Regions from separate parts of the Anser cygnoides genome. Here all the other regions are linked to region 1. Evidence: chromatin contacts called from public Hi-C data. All regions are on one chromosome and are shown on one strand. Each heading gives the region's core, a stretch centred on a gene start, on an enhancer-like site or on the middle of the called end of the contact. The rest is flanking DNA. Distances are from core to core; before and after follow the strand shown. Region 1 overlaps QKI (QKI, KH domain containing RNA binding). Region 2 overlaps PACRG (parkin coregulated). Region 3 overlaps LOC136790427 (a long non-coding RNA gene).

Region 1 (3,243 bases), core at 241-2,740:
GCTTTTTTCAAGGCTGCTGAAACTAAGCATTTGTTAAAATTCAGATCTGATGAAGGATCAGTTTAAGACCGTTCTTGAATTCTTAGCCTTTCGTTGGGAAAGCCATACCTAAAGATAAAAGGAAGGGAATTAAAAGTTAGTCACCAACTAAAATTTGATCCCCACATCAATATCCCCCAAACTACTAATAGGGACACATTTCTGTCATTTTTAACAGAACTATTTTAAGACATCTTAGAAGTCCACAAGAAAATGGACAAAATATAGCATATTGTTTATGAGCGTGAGTGTATTATAAGGCAGAACTCAACCAAAACCTCATTTAATTCAATTCTCTATGCAATTGCTCAGATTATAGAGCAGATGTATTAGTCATCGATTCTGTGCTACATAAACAGGGGTGCGGTGATTTTTTTCCTGTCTTTTCCCTTTTTTTAGGAAAGTTTATTTAGAGAGATCTGTTTTAGCTTTAGCTACCATTTCAGGAGTAATTCTCCCCTCCTCCCTTTTTATATAGAATTCTGTGAGAAATCAATGAAAGTTCCCTGCATCATATATTAATATATTACAATGGAATGATGTATTTCTTTACTTGATATTAACCAAATTCAAGAAAGGGCACTGCCACTAACTAACCAGCAACTGATAGCTACTGTGACGACGACGCCTGTAACTGCAACATTACTCCAGGAGATATTGCAAGTGCCAGTACGGACTCACAGATTGGGGGTGGGGAAGCTGGGGAGAGCATGTACATGCTTGTGGGAAATAAAAGAATGATGACGTTATCACATGGTCCGTAGATGTTGGCTATGGGATAATGGAAAACAGCTGTAAGTTGCTCAAAGACAGACCTACTACATACTTCTGCCCTACTAAAATTTTGTTAGTGGCTCACTAATTCTGAAAGGTAAAAGTCTGAAATACATTTTCTTTTTGACTGTACAATGCACACATACAGAAAACACAACTATTCACTGTTTAAGTGAAACACTGATTTTTTTTGTGATACTTTCAACAAAATATTGACTTTGAACCTTATTGTCCAGTGTTCATTAGAGATGTTTAGAATCTGCATAAATCAATAACTGCCACTGAACAAACTAAGATCAAAGTACTATAAAATCAACATCATGCAGCACCAAGGTCATATGCAGTTCAGAACAAACTAAAGAGAAAAGATTATTTATATTCTGCAGAGCGTAGGGAAAGAAGAAACTATTGGAACTGCTTGTTCCATATTGACCAGTTAACTAAATTGTCACGGCTGCTTTATCATTCTCTCCCTCATACAGCAAGCCAATGGCCTGAAATGTTAGGAATGACGGACATTTCAATCCAATGTATATAAAATAAGCCATCAGTAAAGTTGCTGATTGTACCATCCTTTGCTCAGAACTTAAGTTTCCTTTATATATTTATTCACTGAAATTATTTTCTGCTTACAAAATGATTAACAGCTTTCCAACACTGAGGAGAGATTGATCAGATGTGTTCTAAATGTAGAAGCAAAAACCTAAGCAAACTGAAAAAAACACCTTTCAATTCTCTCCACTTTGGCTACTAAAAAGATACAGCAAAATAGAAAGTTCTCTCTTCCAAAGATAACTGGAAATTAATTTATGCTGAAGACACCACAAGCAAGTCAGGTATTTACTGGAGAACAAATTACATACAATAGATGTCAATGTCTGTTGTTTTTTTTTTTTTCTTGTCTATGTATCCACCATCTAGTGTCACACAAACATTAAGATTTTGTTTTCAATAATCTTACTAATACACTAAACACGTTTCACAACGCAAAACATGTTAAAATGTTTGAGTTACACCATTGGAATAATTTTCCTAGGCAATTTTGATATCTCTGAGATAGGAATATAGCTTCTTTTTTTTTTTTCCTTTGAGACGCATGACCTCTATATGCAAATATCATGAAAGCATATGCAATGTATTCTCCAGTCATGTGCAGATAAGAGTCTTACCTAATACACCACTAGGTTCAATAGGATACTCAAGGATTGATGTAGCTGGTGCCAGCGTGTAGGGGTATTCGTACGGGGTGTAAATTAAACCAGCTTCAGGTCCTGGTGGCACTATTGCAGCGGTGGGATGAGGAGTTCCGTTTGGCATGACAGCGGTTTGTATTTGTCTGATCAAAGGCATTATGGTAGGGCCAGCTGGCGTAGGAGTACGCAGGGCAGCTGGTGGGAGAACAGGCGCAGGCCCAGTAATGATCCTTGGAGCCTGGGCTGTTGCTGCAAGAGAAAAGGCAAGGGCTGCTACAGTAAGCAAAGAAATTCAGAGGAAAGTATGGAGATAGCAGTACAAAACGTGGAAAGAATGGGAAAAAAGGGGAAAAGTAGGAAAGAAGAAAAATAAAAGGAAATCATTAGTACATGCGCTGATCACACAGTGCCAAAGCACACCATTCAAATGCAAACAGCTTTCCATTTTCCAGTGTGATTAAGTATGAACATGCAAAATAAAAAAGCCATTGTAAAACAGTGAGGTAGATTTCTCAAACAGGTTACACAGCACAAAAGCTCCATTTAGACCACATTTCTTCATTTATGCTATAAAGACTGCATGAGACTGAGATGCATGCAGGAGATACAAGGAAAATACTTCATAATCAAATACAGAGTACAAAATGTAGTGCAACTATAGAGTCCACAGATACTCAGTTATGCAGAGCTACTGTATGAGTTCTACAGTTTTGTATCTCTTATATTGTATTTAAACATATATACAATTCCAGTTTCCAGGATCAGTGAAGTTAAAGAGGATCTGGAAAAACAATGCATCTCCGCTCCTACTGTAGCATGAATGACATACTCTAAATGTTTTTCACATCAATTTTCCCCAAATATAACATGTTCTTTGTCACAGAAGATTACTACAGTCTTGCTTTTTTGTTTCGTCTTGCACAGTGCTTGCATATTTAATTATTTGAAGCCTGTCAGCATACTATAGGAACAACTTCTTAAACACTAACACAGATCAGCTGGTAAGAGTCGATGTTAAACTGTTTTATTCTATTGCTTAGAACAAAGATTTCTATGCACTACTGCTGATCTACATTGATTTAATTAACTTACAGGTGGTCTGAGAAGAGAAATGCATGGGAAAGATTTTCATATTTGAGAGGGTGGGTTTTGTGGATTTATTTCAAAAATGCTCAGGCAATGTAGAATTAAAAAAAAACACCAAAATTTTTGTTTGTTTTTATACTAAAATAAACCA
Region 2 (3,243 bases), core at 314-2,813, 190 kb after region 1:
CGTATCTTTCAAAACACTTTAAAACATTAAAGCTTGAAGTACTAATAAACTTTAAGGAGGGCAAATCTTTGGATATGCACAAACCTGTTTTTTTGACACTATCAACATTTAGAGTTCTTTGTCTCTTGCTTTACTTGGCTCCCCATTCTATTTTTCATCGCTAGTGCTGAATGTTTATCACTTCACAATGCTACAGTACTGCAAAGATTGCAGAAGAAAATTTCAATCCAAGGAGAAATCATGTACACTTGGAATTAAGAAAGGATACTAATATAGAGAACTTTCTGCTCATCATAAGTTTTATAAAACAAAAACAAAAAACAACCAACAAAACACTTTATACATTTGATATAAATTTGCTGGGTATCGTCTGTCCAAATAAGATGCTTACAAGATTTTTAAAATTCTCATTAGAGGCATTGAATTTTAACATAAAATATAGATTCTTTCTACTGTTATCTTCCGTATGCAGCTAGCTTTTAGCTTATTTCATAAATTAGCATTTATTTTAGAATGCAAGTGTTGTTACTGTAAATACTATTCAGAAAGTCAACAATTCAGTAAGAGGAAGCACTCAGATTGGAAAGGAAACATTCGACTGACTTACAATGTTTTACTAATGACGCAAGCCTACTGTAGATAGCTGTAACTACTTGTAGATTGCTGCAGTACAAAAAAAAACCCCACACCATCAAAAGCAAAAAAAAAAAACAAACAAAAAAAATTTTAAAAAAATCCACCAAAAAACAACTGAAAATGAGCCAAGACAGCAGCTGTTATCACAGTTTTCCATTTCCAGGAAATGTTAGCAACATCAGATGTAATCCATTCTAAGTCTAGACTTTTTTTTTAAAGTTGAACTAAAAAATGTAGAAATCACAGATTCTGTAACAAATGATATTAGCAAATACGTTTGACCAATGAGGTAAAAAAGAAGAAAAGATTATTCTACATTTTTCCTCTATAAGCATTTAAACTTCTCCAATGAATTTTGACTTTGAAGTTTGTCTGTGTTTGTGCTAGTGATCAATATCAAACAAAGTAGTGTTAAATAATCTTAGATAAACAGCATGCACAACAGGGGAACTGAAACTGGAGTCTGAGATCTCTGTGGCCTTGGTACGCTGTTTACTGTTGCAAAATTAGGCCACAAATCATGCTTAAAGTGCAACAAGAGTTGCACCACTTATGTGAATCTGATGTTCTTCAAATCATATGTAAACTAGTACAAAGCAAATATTTTTTTTTTAATGGAAAACATGTTTGTGAGTGCAAAATTTGCATAGCTTTGCTGCTCTGATGTGAAATACATCTGCTTGTCACACTAGCTTCTCATCCAACTATGGCACAATTAATGCAAAAGGAATTAAAACTATGGGAAATAAATGTGTGTTTATGTGTGTGTAATAAACATAATTTATTTTTAAAAGTAATTAAAAGTGACAAAGCTGAAAGTCCCAAAATGCTTTCAGGATCACTGATTTCAGTATAAAATGTAATGCTATAACAGCCAATTTTTATCGAGTTCATTCATACTTAAAATCATGATGCTTGACAACCTGTCCTCCTTCCGCTCTTCTTCCCCTCTTGGAATATTTTTATTTATGTAACCAAAATTATTTTATGTAACCAAAACTATTTTGAGGGAAAGTATTTTTATTTTTTCCTTACAGCAAAAAGCTCAGTAGTAATTCATTACTCTGTGTTAATAGATATTTTTGTACATCTGTGATATACTAATGGAATTTGTTGTATCTAAAAATGCTACTCAAAACTGTTATCATTTAAGGACCCCATTTGGTATAGCTGGCCCATCAAAAATTTAATTGTCAACTAAATGACCTCGATGACAGCTTTTGTAACCTTGTAATGGAATGGTGAGCTCTTTATTGCCACTGGAAAGCAACCATATAAAAATGGGTCACTATATTAAAAATTTCCCATCAGAATTATGGGAGCAAGCTGCTAGATATGCCTGAAGTTGCCAGTTTTCTAGTTTTCCTCTTCCCTAGTTAAGTGAAATAAGCAAGAACCCAAAGTCAATTGGTGGTGTTTTAGCAGTGATTTGAGAAGGGACAAGGAGATGTAAGCTATGAATGACTGTGTAGATGGGTGAAGATTTATTTCATCGCTGTGGGACAAGGGCAGAATTTATTCAGTTTAAAGGACAGATAGCTCTGTAACTAGAAAGTAGTGACTTGTCCTGAAACCAGACAGAGAAAGTAATATCCCATAATCGGTAATCTGATTACTGTTTCTTTCTGTGATTTTCCAATTGGATCAATGCATATGACAAATAAAAAATAATGACCGTACCAAGACATGAATTTGCATATTTTAATGAACAACAGAAGGACATAAAATAAATTCTTATGAAAACTAGTTGACAGCTATTTATTTTTCATTAAGAAAAGCTTACATTTGAATTTATAAAGCTTTTCAAACAAACAAAAAAAAGTAATTTTTTGATACAACTAAAATGTAATATATATATATTTTTTATTCCTTACCTACAAGAATGCAAGGCAGATAAAAGAGAAGGAAAATCCTGTCCCCTAGGTGTGGTGTTTCTGCAGGTTCACAGCTTTTGACCCGTGAAAGCTGAAGCTTTTAGAAAGCAATATAAGAACTTCATATACATCATATACAGACTGCTTTTTAATTCTCTCAAAAAACTGTCTTATTTATGTTTTTCAAAATTTTCAATGCATTAAATGTGAAGAAAGATAAGTGAAGAGGGAGAACTATTTCATTAATGACTCTAACTGGAAAGCACTCATCCTTCTTTACCTTACACATGTAACCTTGTGTTGCCTGACCTGTAATTCAAAAGGGTGCCAGGTATGAAGAAAGCAAATGGCCCAGCAGCATCCAGCACAATGAGCTGAATGCCTGAGATCTTCTTACATCACAGACAGATTTATAAGAAAAGCCATAATGCTTGGAGACATGAAGTTACATGCAAAAACAGCAAGTATCTAAAGTCATAGGGAACTTACTCCTGTTGTACAGCAGTTCAGTCTTGTAAAGTGATGCTTAAGGAGACTCTATCCTGATATGCCAACAAGGCACTCCTGTATCCTGGGGCACACAGTCAGGTGAGGACACGCTACCACTATCAGCCTACAGCTGAACAGAAAGAAAACAGCAGACAGCTGTCCCAAACAATCTTTGCATCTTGTTGTGTCTTTTTGAATTATGAAGTAGTAATCTGAAGAAGAGCAACTTGAGGAATGTGGGGTA
Region 3 (3,243 bases), core at 334-2,833, 130 kb before region 1:
GGTATAGATTTCCTCTTCTCTCCCCCGCAGCTTTGGATGGGTGCCTGAAACTAACACGTATCTCGGCTTTCATTTACTTCTGACATGGAACAGATAGAGCTGACATTTTGGAACCATTTCATCCCCAAAGTTGAGTCTGTCTGAAAATGCCAAGTATTTTGAATCTCAGGGGTTCAACACGTTCTCGCATTTGAGGTATCCAGGTCTAGCCCTGGCAACATGCAAAGCTCAAAGCCAGCTAACCCCAAGATGCATAACCACCTTTGGCAAAGGCTGCTGCCCTGGCCAGGAGCAGCCCAGGTCCTGCCCGAGACAGACACCAGACTTCGTGACGGGAAGCAGCTCCAGAAGACACGTAATGTAAAGGGAGAAACTGAGGGGGCACGTGAGAGTAAGGGTCTCCTGTGCTGCAGTTGTTGATGTGTCTAGTGGTTTTCTTCAATTTTTCATCCTCAGCCTTTTATTCCAGAAAATGGGGATGACATATTGTCCATTCACACAACCCAGCAGCCCCACCGAGCAGCAGAAATCACCAGCAGGCCCCTGGAAATTCAAGCAGGGACACATTGTCCAGGGCTGTCCCCTCACTCACCACAGGTGCCTTCTTCTCCACACCCAGTGGAGAAGGGGGAACCAGTCTGCAGCACAAGAAGGGGCCTCAGCACTCAGACACGCTCTCTGCATTCACATCAATGCTCCCCCTCTGGCTGTTTTTTAAACTGATGTGAATTTAAAGCCAAATCTTTGCTTCAGTAATGAACAGACTGTTCTCAGCTATAAAAAAAAAAAATCCCTGACACTTTATAATCATCATTTTAATTATTATAATTTTAGAACTCATACTTCACCAATAATAGGGCTCAAACAAAAAGTGTGGTGTCCCCAGAGAGATAAATGACAACGGGTTTTGTCTCGTATGCTTGCTATAATTATGACTATTTGATCTGATGCAGTTTTACGCTTTTATGGTTGCGGCAGTGGCATTTTGAATGCAAACCTCTCTAAGGGTCCTTCTGAGGCCTGGAGGACCAGGCCCGGCTCCCCACACAGAGCCATTTCTACTGCTGGAGCTCTCGGCCTGAGACATGGAGCTGGCCACAGAGATGGCCATGGGTGCAGTGGGCTTCCTTGGGCAGCAGCTGCTCTGCAGGGAGAGCGGGATGCTCCTAGGGAGGACGCTCAGCGCTGACAGCCTTATCAGCTCCCATAAGCTAACTGTGCAGGATGAGTCCTCCGGGGGACAGATCACGGGGCAGGGCGCAATGCCTTGTTCTGTGTTTACCAGGACAAGTCAACATGACACCTGTCCTCTGTCAAACCAAAGGTCTGCCTCTCCTGATAGCTGGCCCTACGCTGACAACAGCAGCAGCAGCTGCCTGGGGAAGAGCGCAGGAATTATGGCGTGGGTGGGAGTACAGGGGCAGGCACGGAGTCCTACCTCTGCACTGTCCCACTGTCCAGCCAGAGACTGTACTTGCAGCTCTTTTTAGGGCTGCTTAGCAGCAGTGCATGATGGATTTATTTTTTTCCTACCCTGGGTTTGCCCTAGCATTTTTGAAGACAGCTTTGCAGTACAAGTATAGTAAAGTGTTTCCCTTTTTAAAAATAAACACTAGTATTTTTGATATTAAAAGGGATTGTTGACAGAAAAGGGAAAAAAAGAAAAAAAAGGATTTTCTCCATGGAAATGGGGGTTGGCAGTTCCCGTGGCACAGCAATCTTTCATACTTTTTCCTTCAAGCCTGCAAGTGAAGGGGACAGGAGAGAGTTTGTCTTTTCAGAAGCAGCTCCTTTGATCAGAGTCATTCACTCTGGAGAATGGAATATTGAATTCCTTTTGCAGTCAGGCTGTGTTTAAGCGCTTTTGAGTCTGGCTGCAGTTTGTGGACTTTGTGAAACATGAGTATCCCTCCCGCCTCCCCTCTGCCTTTCTTCCCTGACATAGGGATTTTCAAAGGGCATCGCACTGCCTGACCTGAGAAACAGGGTGTTCTAAAACATCCTTGGACATTTATAACTCACACATCATTATGCAGGGAAAGCTGGTGGAAATACTGCAGTTCTCGATTTGGGGGACTGTATTGTCACCCCAAGCTTGTGGGCAGAAGGTGCAGGAGGGGGAAAGTAGATGTGTGGCTCAGGTTTGAATTCAAGAATAATCTCTGTCACTAAAGTGAAAGGAACAGAAAAAAAATCTGTTAAAAACTCTTATGATTCAATTTTTGGCAATGGCCAGTATTTTCAATTATCCTGAGTGTCTGTTAATGCTGATATAAAACTCTGCTGTTTTTTCCATTGCAAACCACAAATTTCAAGAGTGCATAAAACTCCACTTTGCAAATGCTTGGCCTGAAGTGAAACTTGGCAAATAAAGGTCTTATAACAATCTTTGTTTAAAATAAAGTTAATTAAATCTGGGTTTAAGAAGAGTTTTGACCATTTGCAAGTTACAGAATAATGCCAGGACTTAATTGCACTTCTTATCCAAAAATCCTCAAGTACCAAGGCATCACTTGAGCTGCAGAGCACATCTGCAAGGCTCATCCCCCCCCCCCCTTACACACCTCCCAGAGCAGGAAAGTGCTGGCCTGGGTCTCCCTCACACAAGGTGCTCACAGCCCTTCATGCTCCAGCAGAAACAGCAGACCCACATCACGGCCTGGGCACCACTAACCCCTCTGCTTCCCAACCCAGAGCACCCCTACAGCTCCAAGAGCCACCACATAGTCACTGTGTGCTGAACCTCTGCTCTGCACAGTTCTGTTTTTGCCCAGGTGAAACCAAGCGCACAGGGTTGATGATAAATCGAGGCCAGGGAGCTTAAATGCTTCAGTTAAATTGCACAGTAAATTAAAGACAGAAAAATCAGGAATACAGTTCTGTTGTGAGTTCCAGTCAACTTCCGTACAAGGGAGGGAGATATCGCTCCAGAGGCTCTCATTTTAAAGTGTATCTGTTCCCAAAGCTGAAAAATCTAATCAATTCATCCATACTGCAGACTAATTACTTTTGCTATTTTGTATTGCAGCGAGGACATGGAGGGAACAAAATATATTTGGTCTGCTCAAGAGTGGCTACTCTACTACATGCAACACAGAAAAATGACTGTATTTTATCTAGGCATGAAATTGCTTTAAGAAACAGAAATAAGAAAGAACAGTTAGTGCCAAGAGTGGAAAAATACTGCCATGACAAGATGCTTTTTAACTGCACTTAGAACCAAGTTTTATAAGGACAGATCCA

Evidence for each region. A called contact is a pair of places that touch in the nucleus more often than the background predicts.
Region 2: a contact with region 1 is called in a Hi-C map of liver, with 2.4 times the contacts expected there. The contact joins two enhancer-like sites. A contact is called at or near these places in 2 of 7 Hi-C or Micro-C datasets (both in liver).
Region 3: a Hi-C map of liver shows a contact between it and region 1, with 2.5 times the contacts expected there. The contact joins two enhancer-like sites. A contact is called at or near these places in 2 of 7 Hi-C or Micro-C datasets (both in liver).

The regions. Positions count from the first base shown.
Region 1 is chr3:48,764,076-48,767,318 of Taihu_goose_T2T_genome, forward strand. QKI (QKI, KH domain containing RNA binding) reads right to left here. Exons shown (of 9, transcript XM_066994140.1): 7 at 1,983-2,279. Among named protein-coding and RNA genes, the nearest start is that of QKI, 140 kb to the right of the region's middle. Within about 2 kb of position 1,491, at least 2 of the 3 cell types and tissues checked have open chromatin away from gene starts, as enhancers often do. A contact at or near this core is called in liver, where this site is marked.
Region 2 is chr3:48,958,053-48,961,295 of Taihu_goose_T2T_genome, forward strand. All of the region lies in intron 5 of PACRG (parkin coregulated), which reads right to left. Among named protein-coding and RNA genes, the nearest start is that of QKI, 53 kb to the left of the region's middle. Within about 2 kb of position 1,564, at least 2 of the 3 cell types and tissues checked have open chromatin away from gene starts, as enhancers often do. A contact at or near this core is called in liver, where this site is marked.
Region 3 is chr3:48,631,873-48,635,115 of Taihu_goose_T2T_genome, forward strand. All of the region lies in intron 4 of LOC136790427 (a long non-coding RNA gene), which reads right to left. Among named protein-coding and RNA genes, the nearest start is that of QKI, 270 kb to the right of the region's middle. Within about 2 kb of position 1,584, at least 2 of the 3 cell types and tissues checked have open chromatin away from gene starts, as enhancers often do. A contact at or near this core is called in liver, where this site is marked.